Regions from separate parts of the Mus musculus genome. Here regions 1 and 2 are each linked to region 3. A link is a contact called in public capture Hi-C data. All regions are on one chromosome and are shown on one strand. Each heading gives the region's core, a stretch centred on a gene start, on an enhancer-like site or on the middle of the called end of the contact. The rest is flanking DNA. Distances are from core to core; before and after follow the strand shown. Region 1 has its middle 48 kb from the start of Barx2. Region 2 overlaps Arhgap32 (Rho GTPase activating protein 32). Region 3 overlaps Tmem45b (transmembrane protein 45b).

Region 1 (2,831 bases), core at 3-2,502, 520 kb after region 3:
AGAGATAGCAATGGGAACGTAACACTGGGAATAAAGGCTTTGGGAGTAAGGCATTGGGAGCAGAGCAGTTCATCAGAGCAGGAGGAGACAGCAAGATTAGAAGGAGAATGCAGAGTGGAATAACTTAGAAAATATAAGGCAACTTAAAAAATTGAGAGAGCAATGTGCAGAATGCAGAGGAAAAGAGGAAAAAAGAAGAAGCTGCAGAGAGAGCAGAAGGAGCAGGCAGGCTTCTCCTTACCATGGGACAGAACAGGTCTTTTCTTAATAACAAGGCTAAAGAGAACAAAGCTTTCTTCTTACAGACTTGGTTTTAATTCATGTAGCAATAAAAGGATAGAAGCTTTTTCTTTCTGTATGCATTAAAGATTGGAGCTCATTTTTCATCCAGAATGAGTGAGTTCTTTCTGCACTGGCGCTTGGTCTTTTGCTCCATACACATATGTAAGTATGGATGTATGTGTGTGTGAGTATGTAATTATGAGATAGTAGGAAAGTTGTGCCCAACTGATTTGAATGAAAATTTATTAATATGTGTGCATTAATTTGCATATGGATTTTTGTACGTTTAATCCATATTTGCTTGTGTAAAAGTTTTTCCTTCTGTGAGTGTGATTCTCTTCTCCTGGTTCAATAGAAGTTTATTGCTCCAAACTTCCCCTAGCCCAACAAATGAGAGGCATCTGGACAAAAGGGAAAAGGTTCTAGCAATTAAACCTTTACTTAATCCCCTACTGTTTTATGGTGAGGTGCTAATGCCAGAGACTGCAGTTTCTGGCCCAAAGAGAACTCAAAGAGGTCAGCTATCACACCAAAGTGATTTAGACTTAAGATAGGTACATGTTTTATTATTAAACAGCAACTCTATCTCAAAACAAACAAACAAAACAAGTCTTGCCCACGCCTATGCTCATCCCTGTCCTCTTACCTTCAAGAGAGAGCCAAGAGAGAAGAAGAGCCGGGTATGGACCACAGCATTACGGATAGGCCCCATGCTCAGCAATAGATCACTATAGCCTCCAGCGGCCATGGAGAACTGGATCTACCTGAAAGGGGAGCTGGAAATGAAAAGGAGTGCAAGAGAAGGATGAAGCTAAGACACAAGTTCTCATCAAGGCACAAAGCTTAATTCTGCAGCTATAAAGGGAAAACCCACAAAACCCATCCTTTGTTTCAGCTGGATTATGTTGCAAAGCAAGCTCAGGGGCAGTCTATTCTTCTAAGTTCCTATAGGAGGTTGCAGGTGCAGCAAAGCAGATGACTCCACCTGGGTCCCATTGTGGCAAGCACTCAAGGTCTGTTTAGCTTGGCTCGAGGCTGGGGGAAGGGCACAGATCACCCACACAAAATGAATGCAGCAGGATCTTTTGGGGGTTCTTTGTCTCCGAATGTTAAGTCAGGGCAAGTGTTTGTTTTAATTTTTCTACCTTATAGGTCCTTTCATGTATACATTAGGGCTTCTGGTTTGGGACTGCTATGAGTGTGTATACATGGTGTCTGTGCATTGATATATATTTCTTCCCCCCCCCCTTTTTTTTTGAAACAGGGTTTCTCTGTGTAGCCCTGGCTATCCTGGAACTCACTCTGTATACGAGGCAGGCCTTGAACTCACAGAGATCTGCCTTCCTCTGCCTCCTAAGTGCTGAGATTAAAGGCGTGCGCTGCCACTGCCCAGGTTGATACATATTTCTTGTGCTTCTTTCTTTGGATCTTTTTCTTCTTTGGTTGTTTTGTCATATTTTGATTTTTTTTTTTTGTTATTGGTTTATCTTATTTCATTTTATTATTATTACTTAGATTCCTGTTTGTTTTCTAAGGAGAGAAAAAGGGATGTAGATTCAGATGGGAAGGGAAGGAAGGAGGAACTGGGGGGTGGGGGGGAATTTTGCTAGAATACATTGTATTAAAAAACTACTTTCATTGAACAAAAAGAAAAAAGAGATTATTGAGCAGGTAGCAATACACAACGGAGGCCAAAGTGAACATCACTTAAAGGAAAGTAGGAAGCAAAGAAGTCTTCACTCTGAGTTTTGCATCCACAATTGTATTTTCGTCATAGATCGCAACAAGCAGCCATGCCCAGCTCTCCACACAAACTATTAGTAGAGAAAGAACCCTTTAACGTTTCCTAGAAATAATCCTAAGAGCACATGAAGAAACAGCAGCTCATGAGAATCTTGTACCAAAGGCAAAGCGTGGTTCAAACACATCCAGCTCCATTTAATCATCCTAACATGTGAGGAGATCGTTCCAAAGCTCCTTCCTTTTGATTATCAGAATATTACAACCACAGAATCAGAGGACATTGGAATTTTCACCAGAAGTCTCTTGCTGGGAGAAGCAAAAGGCGGATGCAGCCAGAGGACGAGTCCGACTCCCTGAAAGAGACTTCACAGTTCTGTCAACATGTCAGAGTGCCCGCAGGAGAGACTAGACCCAAGACAAGGATGAGTCAGTAGGCATGGCTGGACCTTGACCAGGTCTGTGTACTTGTGTATAATTTATCTAGTGCCCTCTACTTAAATCAAGCCTCATTTTAGGACTCAAAAGATGGATTTGGGGGTCATTGGGTCCCTTCATCTCCTCCTCTTCTCAATGTAGCCACAGAGAGTAAATAAATCTCCTTTCTCTGCTTCTCACCATTATTTGCTTCTTTAATTGTCCTATTGAGGATGGGAAGACAAGCCTAGCTTGTTAGCTGCCAGGGCCAATGCTCTGACCCTAACAACTCTGACAACATGCCCTCTCTCCTGACTCCGTACCAACTCTGCTTCAGCTGACACAGCTGAGAACACAGGGTTCCCTCCCCCTCTATCTCCAGGAGGATTTCT
Region 2 (3,281 bases), core at 363-2,862, 750 kb after region 3:
GTGGGATCTTGCCCTCAGGGTAGTTTGCTACTGTATATCCGGAGCAGGAAGTTTCTCTTTAAAGGGTGCTAATTCCTTATCAGTTATAGACCTTCATCATTCATACTCCCATGGCTCAAGCTTTAAGCTTGCTCACACAGCCTGCCTTGGGAAACCACCTCTTGTAATGTCTTTGTTCTCTACTTGTTACTGCCTGACACTGTAGATCTGAATGAGATCCGTGAGCAAGAATCACAATGTAGCCTTACAGTTGGCTTGCCGTCATATTTCCTCGGCCCATGGAAGAGACTGTTGCTTTTGAAGTCAGCCCTGGGCTTTTGAGAGGCAGAACACAGCTGGACTCTATGCAGGAATATCATCCAAATGGCTTCGAGGCCAGTTCTCACAGGCTCGCTGAAACCTTGGGCTGGGCTTTCAGTTTACAAACAACAGCACCACACACACACACTCACACACACACACACACACTCACACACACGGAGAAAGGAACTATTGTGGCTTACATTTACAGAGAGATTTTGTTCATCGTGGCGGGAAGTGTAAGGCATCAGAAAGGAAAGCAGGGAGCCAGCAACAGCAGCTTGTTCCTCCACATTGCCTTTGAACTCAGGAAGAGGAGGGTGGGCAGGCATAAAGACTTGGTTCTGTGTCATGGTTCCTGCTCAGATTGTCATGTCACACTGTGGCGTAGGATCACAGGAATTAGTCCACTCCTGTGCAGCTATATGCATGGAGATTACAGCCAAAGGCAGTAAAGGGAAGCAAGGGAAAATTTGGCAGAAAAGCCACAGATGTGTCTTTTAATAAACACATTTTGTATTTTCAGTACAAAGGTACAAAACGAAAGTCCTGAAATTAGAAGCTGTAGAATACGGCCTCATACGATGAGGTATTAAAAGCTAAAATCCCCACATTAGGCAGTAGCTGAATTCCTCTGTGAAAAGTGCCATCATTTCAGAGGTAATCTTCCATACCCTCAGTGATGAGGTCTCTAGAGCTATTATTATTATTATTATTATTATTATTATTATTATTTGGTGTTGGCGATGGGGGGTCTCACTTTACAGTTCTGGTTAAACTGGGATCCTCCTGCCCTTGCCTCCTGACTGTTGGGATTAAAGGTGTTTGCCACTATCTCTACCTGATGTAATTATTAAGTGCCTAAGGATCTCTAGGTTTCTTTTTTTCCCTCTTAGAAAAAAACCAATCTATATGAGACTTTGTAAAGCAAAGAGTTGCTCTTCCCTCTGGTTATGGTGAGTCTCTCTTTTTCAGTCGGTTACTCAGATGCTTACAGCTTACCTGTCACGCCTTTCAACTATCGCTGGCAACAAGATCAACTGTGGGCCTGCCCTTACCTGGATGGAGGTATCTGTCTGATCAGCTCTGATGAAATCTTATTCTAAAATTATTTGCTTAAGGCATTTATTAGTAATTTGATTATAGATGAGTTTCACAAATAAAGAAACAAAGAATGTACTCATAATCCAGGAGGATTGGTAACTGATATTTTTAATTTTAACCTGAATGCGTATGGGTGTTTTACCTCCATGAATGTCTGTGTGCTCTTTATGTGCCTGCTGCCCCAAATGGCCACAAGAGGGCTTCAGATGCCCTGGACCTGAAGTTATACATGGTATGAGCCACCCTGTGGCTCTGGGAATCAGTTCTTCTAAGAGCAGCCACTGCTCTTAAATGCTGAGTCATCTCTCCAGAGTGACTGGATTTTTGGATAGAAAATCTTTCTCTTTATTTTTCAAAAAAATAATTTTATCATCTCTATAAATCTGGAGATTGTTAGACATTGTTATACCTATTGTTATACATATACAGCGTAAGCTACTTGTTTTTTCATTTGCTTAATAATTGAAAATATTTTTTAGTAATTTATGAGCCAATAAACCACCCTTTTAAAGGTACCAATTTGAGAATGCCTCAGGATATTTATTGTTAATTTGTGTATGTTAACTTGTGTATGTTAATTTGGGGATGTAAAGAATTATATATATTCTTTTCTCCCAGTAAAAGTTGAGACACTGCCAAGAGGGTAAGAGGAGCCAGGTCTACTTGCACTAAGACCATGACTTTGCCATTATTGCTTGAGTGATCTTAGTAAAGTAATTTAATTTCTCTAAAATTACATAACTTTCTCCAGGTTGTCTTCTTTACCTTTAGGTAAAGGTAATGATAGCACATTTTGGGATTATGAGAGTTAAATTAAGTCGTATACATTATATGCACAGCATACTTACTGCCCTATATTAGCTACCTAATAAGTGATAGGGTTTTAAAGGGTTTTGCTACATTTTGGGGGTGGGGCATGTTAGAGCCCATGTGGATGTTAGAAGACAACTTTTAGCAGTTGCTTCTCTCCTTTAACTAGGTGGGTCCAAAGGGATCCGGCTTACCTCATCAGGCTTGTTGCATTTGTTTACCTGCTGAGCTGTCTTGCTGTTCCCAAAAATGACAGTTTATTTTAAAAGACTTTTGGGGCTTACCACCTGTCTAAATTGAGTTTTTATTTGTGGATAGACAGATCCGTGTCTTTGGACACTCCATGGTGCTTGATTTTTATTGTAGATCGACAATAAGGGAAACCATCTTCTAGTTCACGAGGAGTCGTCCATCAACACTCCTGCTGTCGGTGCTGCCCATGTTATCAAGCGCTACACCGCTCGGGCCCCTGATGAACTGACATTAGAGGTAAGCAGTTAGGCAGGCCTCACTGTTCTCTGGCCCTGCTACCTGTATAACCTGTCTCTAGCTGTTTTAAGAATTTATGTATTTAAAAAATAAATACAAGAGAGAGTAATGGAGGATGATTATGATCAGAGGGCACGGTATACATGCATGAAAATACAATGAAACCCAACAGTTTGTGCAGCCAGCACATGCTAATAAAAACTGAAAGACGAAGTAGAATGTTTAGATCAAAGTGTTTATCATGGGGATGGATGCAGAGTTTGAGCCTGCTGAGGGCTGAGGCATGTCTCTGATTTTCATGTTTATTCTCTGCATTTGTGAATGTTCTCGGTACAGTAAGTAACCAGTAAATGTGTGTTGACTGAGCAAATAAAAGAACAACAGTGCAACAGTTTTACGACGTCAAATGAGGACTGTTCTCAAACCAATTAGTGAAATGAGTGTAAGCATAAAACGACAGATGTCTGTACATGGACTGTAGTAGTAATAGTAATAGTAGCTGTAGCAGTAGCAATAGTAGTGCCCCCTCAGACACAGTCCCATCATTACAGCCATTGGCATTTTCCTTTCTTTCTTTT
Region 3 (3,190 bases), core at 9-2,508:
GGGGAGGAGGGGAGGAGGGGAGGAGGGGAGGAGGAGGAGGAGGAGGGGAGGAGGGGAGGAGGAGGAGGAAGAGGAGGGGAGGAGGGGGAGGAGGGGAGGAGGGGAGGAGGGGAGGAGGGGAGGAGGAGGAGGAGGGGAGGAGGGGAGGAGGAGGAGGAGGAGGAAGAGGAGAAGGAGAAGGACTTCTTCCATTCACAGATGAATGGGTGACTTTTCTGGATGAGCTACATTGTGGAACAGATGGTAGAATTTATAGGATGAGTCAAACTTAGTAAAGAAGAAACCTGACAATGGTTAACTAAACTTAACTAGAAAGAAGAGATCTTTAATAATTGGGATAACCAATAGGTTAAGGGTCTGAGGGGTCCTCTCTGCAGCTGAAGTTTCCCTCTTCCAATGTTCTGTCACCCTCTAAAATAAGGGGGAATGGCTGCTTCATTAAAAAAATCGTTTGATTAGTAAATTTTATTTTTTTCTCAATATCATGTATACTATAGTTTATTTTTAAAAAAAATAAATACTAAATAAACACTCCAGCAACATACTTGGTGATTCAGCAGAACTTTTCCAACAGAAAGAAAGCTCCACCAACAGGAAAACAGACGCGAGAGCATGTTTTCACAGAGGGACACACTCAACACCCTCCCGTCAATGCATGAGCTATCTTTTCAGAGTGAGGAGCAGGAGCCCTGTGGCAGGAGCAGGAGGAGATGACGCTTCCAAGGGGCAGAGTTGGGAACCTGCACCATAGTTCGGGCAGCTGTCTCAGTTTCAGTGTCTAGGGAGGGTGTAGGAAGAACAGCACAGCTGGAGTGCTGGGCTTGGCCTCATTGTCCTGTTCTGTTTTTTAACCCTTCCCCAATCTACAAACCTAAATTCCATGGGTGGAGGTTGGGAGGAGGAGGAAAGGACTCCCTGGTAGGTTTTGGCCCAGGAATTCCTTACAGTGCCCACCCATGTTCCTCCTTTTTAAATGGCAATGTATAGTCTTAACCTCTAAATCAACTCTCCAGCCCTGGTAATGTATAGTCTTATGTTGTGAAGTTCATCATTTTCTTTTTAATTTTAACTGAACCACAGTTAAGAGATCACCATGAGTCTCGGAAGAGAGACATTGGACCTTTAAACAGGGCCGAGAATCTGGAAGCTATGGGGGCTTTTGAAGTTGAACTAAATGCATCTTGCACTAGGACATGGCCATGAGCCTGTGGGGCCAGGGAGTGGAATGTGTAGGGTTGGTCGAGAAATGCTCTCCCTAAGCTCTGGTATTGGGACGCTTGGTTTCCAATTGTCCCAGTTGGTGGTAATGCTTAGAGGAGGTGTAGCCTGGCTAGAGGGAAGAATGTCACTGGAGGCAGGCTTTGGGAGTTTCTAGCCACTTCCAGTTGGTTTGCCATCTGCCTCATGTCTGTGGCTGAAGTCCGAGCTCTCAGTTCTTCTTCTTCTTCTTTTTTTTTTTTTTTTTTTTGGTTTTTCGAGACAGGGTTTCTCTTTATAGCCCTGGCTGTCCTGGAACTCACTTTGTAGACCAGGCTGGCCTCGAGCTCAGAAATTCGTCTGCCTCTGCCTCCCGAGTGCTGGGATTAAAGGTGTGCGCCACCATGCCTGGCGAACTTTCAGTTCTTGCTGTGGCTGCTTGCTCTCCCACCTTTATGAACTCTCCCTCTGGAACAGTAAGCCCAAAGAAACTCTTGCTCCCCCAAATTACTTTTGGTCATGGTATTTTATCACAGCAACAGAAAGCTAACCAATACAGTTATGAATAATTCTGTCGTTTCCCCCCGCCCCCCAACCATCCTTTCCCCCAGGTTGGGGATGAAATTCAGGTCTTTGCACGGGATAGGAAAGCACTTTGTCACTGAGCTACATTCCCCAGTCCTAATAATTCCCCTTTATTGCTGAATGTTTCACTATTAAACTGGTTGTATAGTCTGCTGGACCTGCCATGACAAAATACCGCAGTCAGGAGGGCAGCAAACAATAGACGTTTGTTTTCTTACAGTTATGAAGACTAAAACCCAAAATAAAAGTCTTGATTCTGTTTGGGACCTCTTTCAATAGCTTATAGATACAGGTCTCTCTCCTAGGTCTTTACTACATGGTATTCTTTCTGTTTGCGCCTGGGTTCAAACTTCCTGTTGTACAAACTCTAGTTGTATTATCTGAGAGCTCATCCCAATGGCCTCAATGTGTTAAATAACGCATTCTAAGGTACTGGGAATGCTTTACCTTATCACGCCCTGCCTAATTCAACCGCAGATTCCTTTTTATGCCTTCTCACATGCAAAGTGAGTTCACTTGGTCCCAGCCGCATTGAAACCTTAATCCATTCCAGCTCTCGCTGAGGTGGTTTGAAATGAGAGCCCTCACAGGCTCATAGATTTGAACATTTGCTCACCATGGAGTGGCCCTGTTTGAAAAGATTAGGAGGTGTGGCCCTGTAGAGGGGAGTGTGTCACTGGGGGTGAGCTTTGAGGTTTCAGAAAGCCTATCTTATGCCCAGAGATTCTTCCTGCTGCCTACGGATCCAGATGAAGGACACCCAGCTGCTCCTTCAGCACCATGTCTGCCTGAGAGCCACCGTGCTTCCCATCCTGAGAATGAAGAAACCTCGGAAACTATAAAGCAGTCCCAAGGAAGGGCTTTCTTTTATGAGAGTTGTTTTGGTTTCCGTGTCTCTTCACAGCAACGCAACACTGGCTAAGTCCCAGGTCATCACCTCAAGTGGCTGTGAGCAAGTCTCATCATACAATTCTTTCTGAGGCAGAGCCCTCCTCTACCAGTGAGACTTAAAAAGCAGAAGGGATCTGCTTCTGAAATAGGTGTGGACACCACCATCACAGCAGGAGGGGCCATAAAGAAGAAAGCTGTGGGTCTCAAGTTCAGCAGGGCAAACTCCATTAGATTTTATGGCTTGAGAGTGATTCCCCCCCCCCCTTTTTTTTTTGGCTTGATGATGTGTGGTTTGTGCCCTAGACTGGCTCTGCCCTTTGGTCATTCATTGGGGGATCCTGACGTTCTGAAACCAAGATGGCTTCATCTTCTAAAATGGCGGAAGCAGCTTTGCCAGTTAGAAAATCCTGGACTTCCAGGTAACTTGTAGGCCTTGAGCAAACCGACTGTGAATAGGATGGGGAACAGAATTAGACCCCTGCCCGACAGGGTCTGAGGCAGCTGAGCTGCCGTTACA

What was found. Capture Hi-C pulls out chosen DNA fragments and counts their contacts.
Region 1: a capture Hi-C map of embryonic stem cells shows a contact between it and region 3, with 2.1 times the contacts expected there. The contact joins two enhancer-like sites. A contact is called at or near these places in 1 of 115 datasets of contacts at active chromatin or transcription factors (embryonic stem cells) and 1 of 9 other capture datasets (embryonic stem cells).
Region 2: a contact with region 3 is called in a capture Hi-C map of embryonic stem cells, with 3 times the contacts expected there. The contact joins two enhancer-like sites. A contact is called at or near these places in 1 of 115 datasets of contacts at active chromatin or transcription factors (embryonic stem cells) and 1 of 9 other capture datasets (embryonic stem cells).

What each region holds. Positions count from the first base shown.
Region 1 is chr9:31,959,434-31,962,264 of GRCm38.p6, forward strand. No RefSeq gene overlaps it. Among named protein-coding and RNA genes, the nearest start is that of Barx2, 48 kb to the left of the region's middle. Within about 2 kb of position 1,253, at least 9 of the 459 cell types and tissues checked have an H3K27ac peak or open chromatin away from gene starts, as enhancers often do. A contact at or near this core is called in embryonic stem cells, where this site is marked.
Region 2 is chr9:32,185,054-32,188,334 of GRCm38.p6, forward strand. Arhgap32 (Rho GTPase activating protein 32) reads left to right here. Exons shown (of 23, transcript NM_001370958.1): 8 at 1,276-1,368; 9 at 2,581-2,703. Among named protein-coding and RNA genes, the nearest start is that of Arhgap32, 150 kb to the left of the region's middle. Within about 2 kb of position 1,613, at least 17 of the 459 cell types and tissues checked have an H3K27ac peak or open chromatin away from gene starts, as enhancers often do. A contact at or near this core is called in embryonic stem cells, where this site is marked.
Region 3 is chr9:31,438,248-31,441,437 of GRCm38.p6, forward strand. The region is part of intron 1 of Tmem45b (transmembrane protein 45b); the gene reads right to left. Among named protein-coding and RNA genes, the nearest start is that of Tmem45b, 24 kb to the right of the region's middle. Within about 2 kb of position 1,259, at least 23 of the 459 cell types and tissues checked have an H3K27ac peak or open chromatin away from gene starts, as enhancers often do. A contact at or near this core is called in embryonic stem cells, where this site is marked.